2 separate regions of the Mus musculus genome follow, and region 1 is linked to region 2. The links are chromatin contacts, called in public Hi-C maps. All regions are on one chromosome and are shown on one strand. Each heading gives the region's core, a stretch centred on a gene start, on an enhancer-like site or on the middle of the called end of the contact. The rest is flanking DNA. Distances are from core to core; before and after follow the strand shown.

Region 1 (5,836 bases), core at 2,803-5,302, 46 kb after region 2:
GTGTGCACACACACACGTGCATACGTACATTTAAAGCATGTCCGTGATAGAGGAATGCGGGGCTGCTGCTGCTGCCGCAGTCAGATTTGGAGGGGAACGTGAGTGAGGCCCTAGATCTGGAGGATGGAGAAGTGAGATGTGGCTGGAAGGTGCCCAAGGCAAACCTGAATTTTGACACAATTTCAGTTTCGTGCCTTTTCTCCACTTCCTGTTTTGGGACTCCTCTTCTCTCTCTTTCAGTTCCCTCCTTTCCCCTCTTTCCCTTTCTCTTCCCCTTCTCCTTGCACAGTTTTTTCTTTCATTCCCTCCCTATGCTTCTTGTCTCTTTCCAGAGTCTTGTATGGAGCCCTCCAACCTCTCGTCAAACTCCTGAGTGCTGGGCTTGGCTCTCCACACCCCCACCCCAGTAAACAAAGTAATTGTCTCCCTGTAGGGGTGAGAGCCACTCAGTGAAAGATGAAGAGGTTAATGTGTCAGAGTCACCATGCAGTGTCTAACAGCCCTGCACTTGACCAGAAGGCTCACTCTCACTTAGAGTTTGTTCTTTGTCATCTGCAAAGTTGAATGTGAGCTCTCAATTTAGGAATAAGGTGATAAAGCTGTTGTACAGATATTCCTACTGCTTTCTATGTGCAGCTCATAGCTGGCAAGACATCTTCAGTTTTAAAGAGGAAAATATCTTTCATGGGTGATATTTACACAAAACCTAACCCAAAATGAAATCTCATTCAGGAGACAAGAAGACAGAAGAAAACATTGAAGAAAACACGCAAGTTTATTGTCGATGGTGTAGAAGTGAGTGTGACGACATCGAAGATAGTTACAGACAGCGACTCCAAAACGGAGGAACTGCGCTTTCTCAGGCAAGTAGAGAAACAGTAGATAATTAACATGAGTTTTAACCTCTGTGCTGTTTCTGGAAACTGAAGAATAGACAAACCAGTAAATTCTTGGTTAACTTTAGATTATTTGAAAATTTGTTTTTGGTTTAAAATCCTCCAGTTAAAGCTTTTGTTTGAAGTATTACTCCAAAGTGTACTTTGCTTCTTTCTGTCGCACTCTGTCAGGCGTCAGGAACTTCGGGAGCTGAGGCTTCTTCAGAAGGAGGAGCAGCGAGCCCAGCAGCAGCTCAATGGGAAACTGCAGCAGCAGCGGGAGCAGATCTTCAGGCGCTTTGAGCAGGAGATGCTGGTGAGGCCTTGGCGTCTGTGCCCTGACGGCAGGGAACGAGACCTGGTGTATTTGAGACACGCCTAGAGTAGCTGCAGACACTCATCTCTGAGGAGGAGATTGGCCTGCTTTTGTCATTGCTCAGGCCTCTGGTTTCTGAGTTATTTTTAGGAAAAAAAACCAAAACCCTCTTGACAGGGCTCCGCAGTCCCTGCCTTCTCACTGGTTTATAGTAAACCAAGTCTCATGTGGAGTCTGTCGTGACAAGTTAGTATCAGGAGACGGGCAGATTGCTTACCCAGCTTTTAGAGATCCCTGTCACTGTGCGATCCAGGTTCCATCTTTCAGCTTCTAGTCTTAGGATTTTGTGGTTTGTTTGTTTTTTTAACTATTTTGAAATTAAATATTATATAATTTCTCCTTTTCCTTTCTTCTCTCCAACTCCTCCCTTGTACTCTCCTCACCTTTTAAATTCATGGTCTCAGACCTCTTTTTCTTTAATTCCAGCTTATGTCTATTCCTAAATATACAAATACAACACGCCCAGTTTGTATAATATTGCTTCTAATGCCTGGCGGTGGGGGTTTGTGAGATAGTCTGGGGGGGGGCATTGTCAGCCCAGGTGGGAAAATTGTATTTAGATCACACACACAAACACACACACACACACACACACACACACACACACACACACACACACACTGACTTATATGTCTAATTTTAGGTAAGTAGGTAATAAAGATTTCTTATGACTTTTTCAGATGTTTTTACTATGCTCTCCTTCTTACATATTGACCTTTGTCCCACTTCCCATTCTCACCACCGCCCTATTTCTCCCATTTCCTCTTCAAATTACATTTACCCCACTACCCTACTGTTCTCTTCTCTGTTGCATCTCCCCCTCCCCAGTCTCCTGGTTTCTGTGACTGCTCCGGGTTAGAGAGTCAAATATAAAGATTTGAATTAAGAGCTATCATGAAAGAGAATATATGATATTTGTCTTTTCGGGACTGGCTTAACTCAGTATAATCCTTTGTATTTCCATCCATTTGCCTGCGGATTCCATGGTTTCATTTTTCTTAATTGCTGCATAATATTCCATAGTGTGTCTGCATCACATTTTCAGGATTCGTTCCTCAGTTGAGGACATTTGGGATGATTCCATTTCCTAGCTGTCGTGAGCAGAGCAGCAGTGAGTATGGCTGAGTTAATATCTGTGGGTAGGCTCTGTCAGGTAGTAGCAAGGATCTGCCAAGCCCTTTGAGCATACGCTAAAGAGTGGTCTAGCTTAGTCCCCTGAGAGATGGAGTTTAGCTTTTTGAGGATTCTCCACACTAGTTTCCATAGGAGCTGCAGCTGTTTGCAGTCCCACCCGCAGTGAGTGAGCGTTCCCTTTCCCCACATCCCCTCCAGCATCTGCTGTCACTTAGTCCATTGCTCTTTGCCATTCTGACTGGGCTATGGTAAAAATCTCAAGGATTATTTTGATTTGTAATTCTCCAAACACTAGGGACAGTGAACATTTATTGACACATTTCTTAGCCACTTGTTTCTTCTTTTGAGATGTCTGTGTTTAGGCCTCAGGCCTCGGTTGTGAATGGGTTGTTGGTGGTTTTGGCTCTTTGCTTTTGAGTTGTGTGTGCTGGATATCAATCCTCTGTCAGAGTCAGACTGGCAGAGGTCCCCTCCTGTTCTGTGCGCCCCTGTGCAGCTGACTGTTTCTTCAGCTGTTCAGAAGCTTTTTAGTTTTGTGAAGTCCTCCTTATATCAATTGTTGGCCTTCGTTCTTGGACAACTGCAGTTCTACTCAGAAAACCCTTTCCGACACCTTTATCATCGAGACACTGTGCAAGTTTTCTGGATTCTAAAGTTTTAAGGCAATCTAGCTCGAGCTGAGATTAAAATCCAAAACTTGTTTTGATTTTTCAAATTTTCCTTTCTTCGCTGGCTTGTACAGTTAGGCCTTCGTGGCCTCGTCCCCACTGCTGTGACGTGCTGTGTACTTGTTGCTGAGGCCTGCTGAGGCCTTCAGTTCTTAGTTCTCAGTTGGGAAGGGAATTTAGGAGCGTGGTACGAAATCTCAGTGATCGTAGGTTGATCATCTAGTCTAATGTGTATGAGAAGAATAATATTGATGTTTAGATTACAATGCTTTGCAGTCTTATAATAACTGTTGAGGACTGTGGAGTGTGGGATGTGGCATTGTTAATTTTGTGTTTGGTCATCACAACTGGGTCCTGAGAAAATAATGAGAGATGTTCTCACCCAGTGCTTTTGTGGTCCTTTTTCCATAATTTTAATTTTTTAATTTTAAAATTTATGTCTTTTTCCTGGATTTTCCTGTATAGATTTTTGCAAAATGTTCTGTTTTTCAGTTTCTTTTATTTTTGAGGGCTTTTGTTTTGTCTTTATTTTGTGAGATAGTGTCTCAGTATATAGTGCTCATTCCTGCCGCCAATTTTCAAGTGCTAGAATTGCAGGCATGTGCTACCATGCCTGGCTTCAACTACCTACCTACCTACCTACCTTCCTTCCTTCCTTCCTTCCTTCCTTCCTTCCTTCCTTCCTTTATAATAAGTATTTCTATATTCAAAATTGTACAATGCTTGAATAGATTGCATTGTTTTACAGAGTAAGAAGCGACAATATGACCAAGAAATTGAGAATTTAGAGAAGCAGCAGAAACAGACAATTGAACGGCTAGAACAAGAGCACACTAACCGCCTGAGAGACGAAGCCAAGCGCATCAAAGGAGAGCAGGAGAAGGAGCTGTCCAAGTTCCAGAATGTGCTGAAAAACCGCAAGAAGGAGGTAAGTGAGCCGCTGCTGGGAACCAGCACAGCCGCTTTTAAAATGCAAATTGCAGACTGAGGCATTAGGAACAATGGGGGACAGAACACTGCTCATTTATTTGTTCCTTTGTTCTGTCTTCCAAACAATGATAGGCTGGCAGTTAGTGAAGTCAGATATTACCTTCATTTTGCTGCCAAGAAAACGGGAATAAAAGAGGTTTCAGTGCCTGTCTCACTTAACTTTGAACTAAGTCTTCAAATACAGACCAAGCTGTATTGCATTCTGCCATCCCCTCTTAGTAATGCAATATTTAGGGCCTTCTTCAGAAATACGTTTTCAAGAGAACTTAACCTCTGGTATTTATTAGTAGCAGTCAGAATTATCATGTACAATTTACTCGACATTTGAATTTTTCTCCATTAGGTTTATTGATTTTTTTTAAAGACATTTTTGCCAAGCAAAAACTGAATAGCTTGATATTCAAAATAGCATCTCTTATTATACCTTTGGGAAAAAATTATGCAATTATAAAATGGTTTGACTTTCCTGAGCTACTTCCATGTTGTGTAGCTGATTATTATCAGCTAGTAAAGAGGTTTTCCATGTATTGTCCATTTGTTCCTAGATTAAAATAAAATACAGGCAAGCAATTTTCAGAAACAATTTTATGATTTGTTTTACATCTTCAGTGCAGGTGAAGGATTTCCATTTTGGGGATATAAATACCCCAGGGGAAAATGACTATGGTCAGTTCTATTAGGGTTGGAAGACAATAACCAAGCTAGGAAATGCATTTTTACTTCTGTTACATGTCCCAGTTACTAAGATTTTAGCCTCTGACTTTAGCATTTGATTAAGAAGAAAACTGGACAGCGTGTTATTAACTCTTAAGGATATAGTGAGGTGGAACTGAGCATTAACAGCAAAGCAAGGACTTGATGCTTTCCTTAGGTCAAATGTTGGTTGCATGCAGCTTTATTTGTGGTAGTTAGCATTTCTAAAAGGTTGGTTTTATTGTTGTAATGTTTTATACAGAGTTGCTTCATATACAATGATAAAAATCTTTGTTAATTGAAAAAAAATCCTGGGTTATTTGTTGAGAGGCTAATCTTTGTATCACATTAAAGGATTTAATTCTAGATGAATACGTCTGTAGTTACTGTTATTATTTTGATTTTTGGATGTTCACTAGTTATGAGATGGTGTTGTGTTTATACTGAATAATCTTATTGTGTATTTTTACCTTATTGCTAAACTTCTTGCAATTTGGGAGTCTTTTGCTTTGATTGGTGATTTGGTTTCATGAAGAATTACTGTTGGGAACTTTATGGATACTGTTAAATCAAAATCAGTCTCTTTCTTTGCCAGTGGCATGTGGTGATTTGGAATCTGGGCTCTTTTGGTGCTTTGACTTGTAAACACATGCTTGTTTTTCAGAGCTGGACTATAGAGCTTTTGGTGGGTGAAATTCACATTTAGGCTTTTGAAAAAAAGAAGGAATTAAAAAAATGCTTCATTTTAAAATATATTTGGTTTAGTGTAACAAATCATAGCTTACTAAACTTTAAGATTCCTTGTTACTGCTTTTAAAGCTGACCAGCTTGGCTTCAGTTTTCACCAAAGAGAATGTTATCTAATCCTACAAAAAGTAGTCAGCTATATGCATTGTGTCATACCATGTATGAAATGGTATATTTTATGGAAAAATCTTAATGTCCATTGATTTGAAGTCCCACTTGCTTCTTCCCTTCCCTTTCCTACCCTGTTGTCATGAAGTGGATCATTTAGAACTCTACCTTTGGTATTGTCAAGTCAGTGGTAAAGTTTGCACTTTATAAATGACATTAGCTTTCCATGTGCTTAGTCCTAAACA
Region 2 (5,925 bases), core at 702-3,201:
TGTCATTATGGAGCAGAACAATACAGATAATACTAGAACCTTACACGGGCTAGACATACATCTTCATACAGAGTGTAATCTACTAGTGGTTCTGTTGGCTGGTGGAATTATAGTACTTCTTAATTTTATTCTTTACATATTTTCTCCATGAATAATATTAAAACTGACTAGGTCATTTTCATGGTGTGTGTAACATGGAAATACATGAAAGTGTATATTTTTAATGTATGCAGTTCAGTGTGTATCAATTATATATAAAATATCTTGAAACAGAAGGATCTTGAGAAAACAATCTTGAGCCTTTTACGGAACAACTGCTACATTTTGGGGCTAGAGCAAAACAAAACAAGAAAGAAAACAAGAAAAAAACAACAAGAAAGTGGTTAAGAGCAAATGCACTTAACTGCTGCACACTCGCTCTGGCCTCAAATTTAAGCGCTTGCTATTGTCCCCTTTGTACCACTAGGCCTCATCTTTTGTCAAAGTCTACTATTTTAATTTTTAAAACGTTTTCTTGTGGTATTCACTCATTTCCTGGTCTGCTTTCTACACCTACCCTGGAATGTGGCCCTGCTCTTGGTCACCTTGATGGGTGACCCCGCCTCTGCCTCCCCGCCCCCCTCCTCCCCAAAGGGCTTCTGTCAGGTGGAGGAGGGGGACGGTAAATCATTTGACAGACTCCAGGCGACACCCACATAGCCCCAGCAAATCTGGAATCCCCGGCTGGATTAGCTCAGGTGAGACTCAGGAAGGGCGGCACCAGTTTTCTGGCTGTGGAGGTGACCCAGAGGTTATCCTTAAGGGAGTGTCACCACTCCAGAAGCCGATCTTAAACAATTTCCTTTTTATTTTTTGAGACAGGGCTTTTTTCTGTAGCCCAGGCTGGTCTCGAACTCGTTATCATTCGTTGGCAGCTTCCCCAGGGCTCCACCACACCTACCTTTTAAACAATTTTTTTTTACAACCTATGTTTGCACTACCTTCATATTGAGTAAATATTGTGCACTTGCTGGTGCAAGCCCTGTGCAAAGGGTTTCCATTTATTGTCTCTTTTGATCTATGCCGCAACGTTTCAGTAAGGACTATGGAGATCATAGGAATGGGGACTCGGATGCTGTATTCAAAGTCACTGAACTATGGCTCAAAGCCCAGGCTCCCGGCTTTCCCTCTCCCTGGACTCTTGTATGAGTTCCGAAGCGGAAACAGTGCACTTTCAGGCACCCACAAGCATAGCCTGCTTTCCCGCGTCCCCCTTGTGCAGAATGAGGCAACATCCGCCAGCGCAATCAACAGGGTCGCGCCGAAGGAGACCTGGCCAACGACGTCGTGGAGCCACCCGGCTCGGGCTCGCAGAGGTCAACGCAAAACCCTCGAGGAGGATGGAAGCGCTCAAGCCTCCACCACACCTCCCGCCGCAGGCGCCACCGAGCCGCCGCGCCGCCAGCCCGGCGGAGCCAGCGCGCGTGCGCGGGGCCAGAGGGTACGCCCTCGCGAGCGCGCGGGGAGCGGGGCGCGTCACCGCGCGGGCGAGCGCGCGCGCGGCCGAGGAGCTCGGGCGCGCTGCGAGACGGCGTCGGCGTCCGTGCGCGCTGCGGGCCGAGGCTGTGTGGGCTGAGGCGACGAGCGAGGCAGCGGCGCCCCAGAGCCGAGGGGACGCGCGGGTGTCGCGCAGTGGGAGCGGACGCTTCGGAGCAGACGTGGGGCCCCGGCGGGAGAGCTTGGCTTCGCCGCTACGCGCCTGCCGGGCGCCGGCCGCTTCCCGGGTCCGGAGCGGCCGCCGCCCCGGGAGACGCGCGGTGACACGGGCCTAAGGCGCCGCGGGCCGCGGGCGTCCGCGCCGCTCGGACCCGTGCGGCCCGGTGCGGGCCGGGGACGAGCGCCGGGGCAGGTGCAGCCCCCGGGGCCCGCGAGCGAGGTGCCCACCGTGCCGCTCGGCCCGTCCCGGCTCGCGGCGGCCGCGCGCCCCACTCCGGGGCCGGAGCCCGGTCGGCGCCCCGCCTTCTCCGGGGAGCGCCCGGCGGGAGCGGCCCGGACCCCGGGCTCGCGCGGGAGACGACGCGCCACAAACTTTGCCTTTTATTGTTCCTAGCCCTTTAAGGGCAAGGGGCTCTGCTGGGCTTGGAAAAATGTCCTTCTTCAATTTCCGTAAGATCTTCAAGTTGGGGAGCGAGAAGAAGAAGAAACAGTACGAACACGTGAAGAGAGACCTGAACCCCGAAGAGTTTTGGGAGATTATTGGAGAACTGGGCGACGGAGCCTTCGGGAAAGTCTATAAGGTAAGAGGGGGAAAACGGGAAGTTGGCTTAGGAGGAGATGAAACGGCCGCCTGTCCGGAGTGGCACGAGGACTTCACCCCAGCAGCCCTTCCCGTGACTTGCCCGCTCCTTGGCTTTGTAGGTTGAAACTTCAGCTCAGCATCCAAGCCGTTACGGAATACCGTGGGGCCGGATGCAGTTTCAGGAGTGATGGGTCTGCAGTCTAAACCCTGTCAAACTTCCGAATTTAATGGGAGGAGCGGGTGGTTGCGGCCCGGCCCTCGAGTCTTTTAAAATCGGAAACTCGTTAGCTTCTTTCTCCCTGTGCTGATGTTTGTTTACTAGTGGCGTTTGCATGTGTGCATGAAACAGGTAACTTTTTGGAGATGGGGACAGTATGTATAATTCAGATAAAACGAGCAAAAGGTGCCTGGCCAGCATGGAGCCCGTTCTTGAGTTGGTTGCTTGGCCACATGGGATGGAATTTCTGACAACATTTCCAGGAGATCTTCATTTCATCCTAGTTTTGAAATTCGATAAGCATTGGCTAGAAGGCAATACCAGTGCTTGAGGAATCAGAAAACTACACGAGTATTTATGTATTTCAATAGAGGTTTGATGTTTCTACACAAAGGTGTGAATGTTAACTGTTTACCCTGTCCTAGGAAGTATATGAATGATGTCATTGGAATATTTACTTCCTGAAGGGCGAGGTTTTTATGAGCCACAGTTTAGGGGTAGGACCCACTGGTTGCCTAGAATTGAAAACATAGATTCAAGACTTTCCATTCTCACATAATTTGTATCGTATAAAAGTCCTGAGAAGTGGCAGTGTCCACCTGCTCATGGAGGGAGACAGTGAAGCTCACAGACAGTTCATGGCCACCATGATTCAGTGTAGCCTTGAACTCAGGCCTCTGTGCCCATATGTAGTAGTGTCTTTTTACTTTTAATTCCATTCAGTCGAAAGCATGTCCTCTACTTTCTAAGCACAGCACACTTTGTCTTGTAATGCGTGCCTTGAATGCATTCTGTCAAAATTCTGGTCTTTTTTTTTTTTTTTTTTTTAATCCAGTCTGAAAGACACACTTTGATTGCTTGCTCTATGTGTTTTCAGAACATCTTGTTCACATGGCTACTGTAGCACTTGTCACATATTATAATTGACATTTTCATGTTTATATAATAAAATTAAGGCCCAAAGTTTCACATTTGAATCTATGCCTCACACATTTGTTGAAATGAAACAATGTATGTTACCTTTAGATGAATGCTAATGAAAGTCAGCATATAGTATGGTTTCAGCAAGAGCTTATTGTTGAAGATGCACAGCAGAAGGGCATGTAAGGGTGGTAGGAAGTCATCCTGGGGAGACTCGTTTAGTACTGGCTGTCAGAGCCAGCTTGGCGGTCATGACCAAAATAACCACCTCTCCCAACTTCGATTTTCTTAGTTCTAAAACCATAGGTTTCCTTAAACGTTTCTTCAGATCTTTCCACGTATTAATGTCCTCTGAATATGCAGTTACTGAGGAAAGGCGACGATTAACTCACAAGGGACCTGGAATCTTGTAGTGAGAAGGTGGTCGGTGGTTGCGAAGTTTTCATGGTGGGAAGACATTTCATCCACTGTAAACAGCATAGCATCGAGAGCATGGGTTTCTATACTAGAGTATTTCTTGCTCTCCACAACATAAGTCTGTGACCTTGGGCAAGGTACTTACTTATTAGTGGTTGATTTCCCTCATTAGAAGGCCTACTCAGTATCTGTAGTGTAAATACATAGAAAGTATAAGGCAGCCAGAAGGAGTTCAATAAATGGTACAAATTTCTGTCATTGTCTGAAGAGGTTATAGAAGCAAAATATGGGATGGGAGAGATGAAAGGGACCCAGTAGCTGTTGACTTGGTTTCTAGGGCAGCTGTGCAGTTTTACTCTGCAGAAGGTGATGTGTAATCCCATCGCAACATTAGTTGAAATTTCCTAAAAAATTTGAGACATTGTGTAGCTCAACATTACCAAGTGCCTAGCATAATTCCTGGGGGCTTAAAGATTGCTTTAAAATGATATTGACTAACATAAATTCTTTGTGTCTGTTTTTGAGGAGTTATGTAGGAATTTTTGTTTTGTTTTTTGTTTTTAAAAAATTTACATTTTAAGCTTATCTAACTTTGGCCTCTTTTTCTTTTATTTATTATTATTATTATTATTTATTTATTTTTTTCCAAGACAGGGTTTCTCTGTGTAGCCCTGGCTGTCCTGGAACTCACTCTGTAGAGCAGGCTGGCCTTGAACTCAGAAATCGACTTTCTTTTTCATTTTTCCAAAAGTTGTTTATTTTTCAGAATTCTCTGGAAGTTGTGAACTTATGTGAGGGAAACTAGACTTCTTTTTGTAGGGTGGATGTTATCAGACCATAATATTTTTGGTAGTGTGCAGTAGACAACTATTTTGAAACTTGATTCCAGCTACCATTTGCTTGTAGAAATTGGTGACTGTTAAAAGGTTAAATCATAACTGGGCAGTCATGTTATGTTCTTAGTTTTAATATCGGCTTCCCATCATATAGTCTCACTCCTGTATGGCTCTCACATTTACTGGCATGCTTGGAAAATCACCACTGTTTTAAATTTGTTTTCTTTTTAATGTAGTGTGGTTAAATGTAAATGAGGGTATATAATATTTTTCATTCAATCAGAAACAAAAAGATGATATAAAAATATGTATTGAGTAGCAAGTCTAGAAACTGTTTTACCTAGTAAAGTATTTGAAAGTTCTGGCTGTGTGCTGTGTTGCAACTGACAGGCCTATACCTTTTATAAAGTAGTGAAATATGTAATTCTTGTAAGTGTGTATGTGTTTAGCTGATAATAAAATAAATTTACATTGACAACATCAGGGTCAAGGAATTCTGCTGCACCTCAGACTCTCAGTTTAGTTTTATAAGTGTTTGAGCATTATAAAAATAGAATCATATTAAGAGTATGCTGTCTTCCCTTTCAGAACCATTATTGTTTGTTACATGACCTTGGTTATTATCTGTCGCTGTGGTTAGTTCATTTTCATTGTTGTGTAGCATCCATTATGGGGTTATATTGCAGTCATTTGACATTTTACTGCTAGTAGGTATGTTGGTTGTTTCTAAAGTTTTTTGTTTTTGTTTTTTTTTTAAAGATTTATTTATTTATTATGTGTAAGTACATCGTAGCTGACTTTAGACGAACCAAAAGAGGGTGTCAGATCTCATTACTGATGGGTGTGAGCCACCATGTGGTTGCTGGGATTTGAACTCAGGGCCTTTGGAAGAGCAGTCGGTTCTCTTAACCGCTGAGCCATCTCTCCAGCTCTGTTTCTTAGTTTTGATGCTGACATAAAACGCTAGGATACTTCACGAAGACTTAATTTAGGAATGGCATGGTTGTGTTTCTGGAGAAGTATGACTTTAATTTTACTAGTAAACTCAGTAACTATACTACATTCCTGCTGGCTGTGTAAAGATGTCTTTGATTTTCATTCTTGCCAACATTTGGTATTTTTAGAATTTTTGACCATCTGATTATTAGTAAATGCTTTTTATGTTTGTTGGAGTTTAAATTTTTTTTGTATTCCATTCTTTTGTTCATTTTCTTGTTAATACCATTTTGCATCTATATATGTAGTATACACATTTG

What was found. Hi-C and Micro-C count contacts between places; a contact is called where the count stands out from the background.
Region 1: a Hi-C map of cortical neurons shows a contact between it and region 2, with 1.9 times the contacts expected there. The contact joins the enhancer-like site here to the promoter of Slk in region 2. A contact is called at or near these places in 9 of 39 promoter capture datasets (the C10 cell line, the HPC-7 cell line, cranial neural crest and 5 more), 5 of 484 Hi-C or Micro-C datasets (cortical neurons, embryonic fibroblasts, granulocyte-monocyte progenitors and 2 more), 7 of 115 datasets of contacts at active chromatin or transcription factors (the 230-238 cell line, the HPC-7 cell line, the SCID.adh cell line and 3 more) and 3 of 9 other capture datasets (adipose tissue, liver and pancreatic islet).

Annotation. Positions count from the first base shown.
Region 1 is chr19:47,621,504-47,627,339 of GRCm38.p6, forward strand. Slk (STE20-like kinase) reads left to right here. Exons shown (of 18, transcript NM_001164639.1): 10 at 733-863; 11 at 1,068-1,191; 12 at 3,802-3,981. Among named protein-coding and RNA genes, the nearest start is that of Gm16068, 17 kb to the left of the region's middle. Within about 2 kb of position 4,053, at least 18 of the 459 cell types and tissues checked have an H3K27ac peak or open chromatin away from gene starts, as enhancers often do. A contact at or near this core is called in cortical neurons, where this site is marked.
Region 2 is chr19:47,578,068-47,583,992 of GRCm38.p6, forward strand. It overlaps Slk (STE20-like kinase), which reads left to right and starts at 1,952. Exons shown (of 18, transcript NM_001164639.1): 1 at 1,952-2,276. The coding sequence starts at 2,127.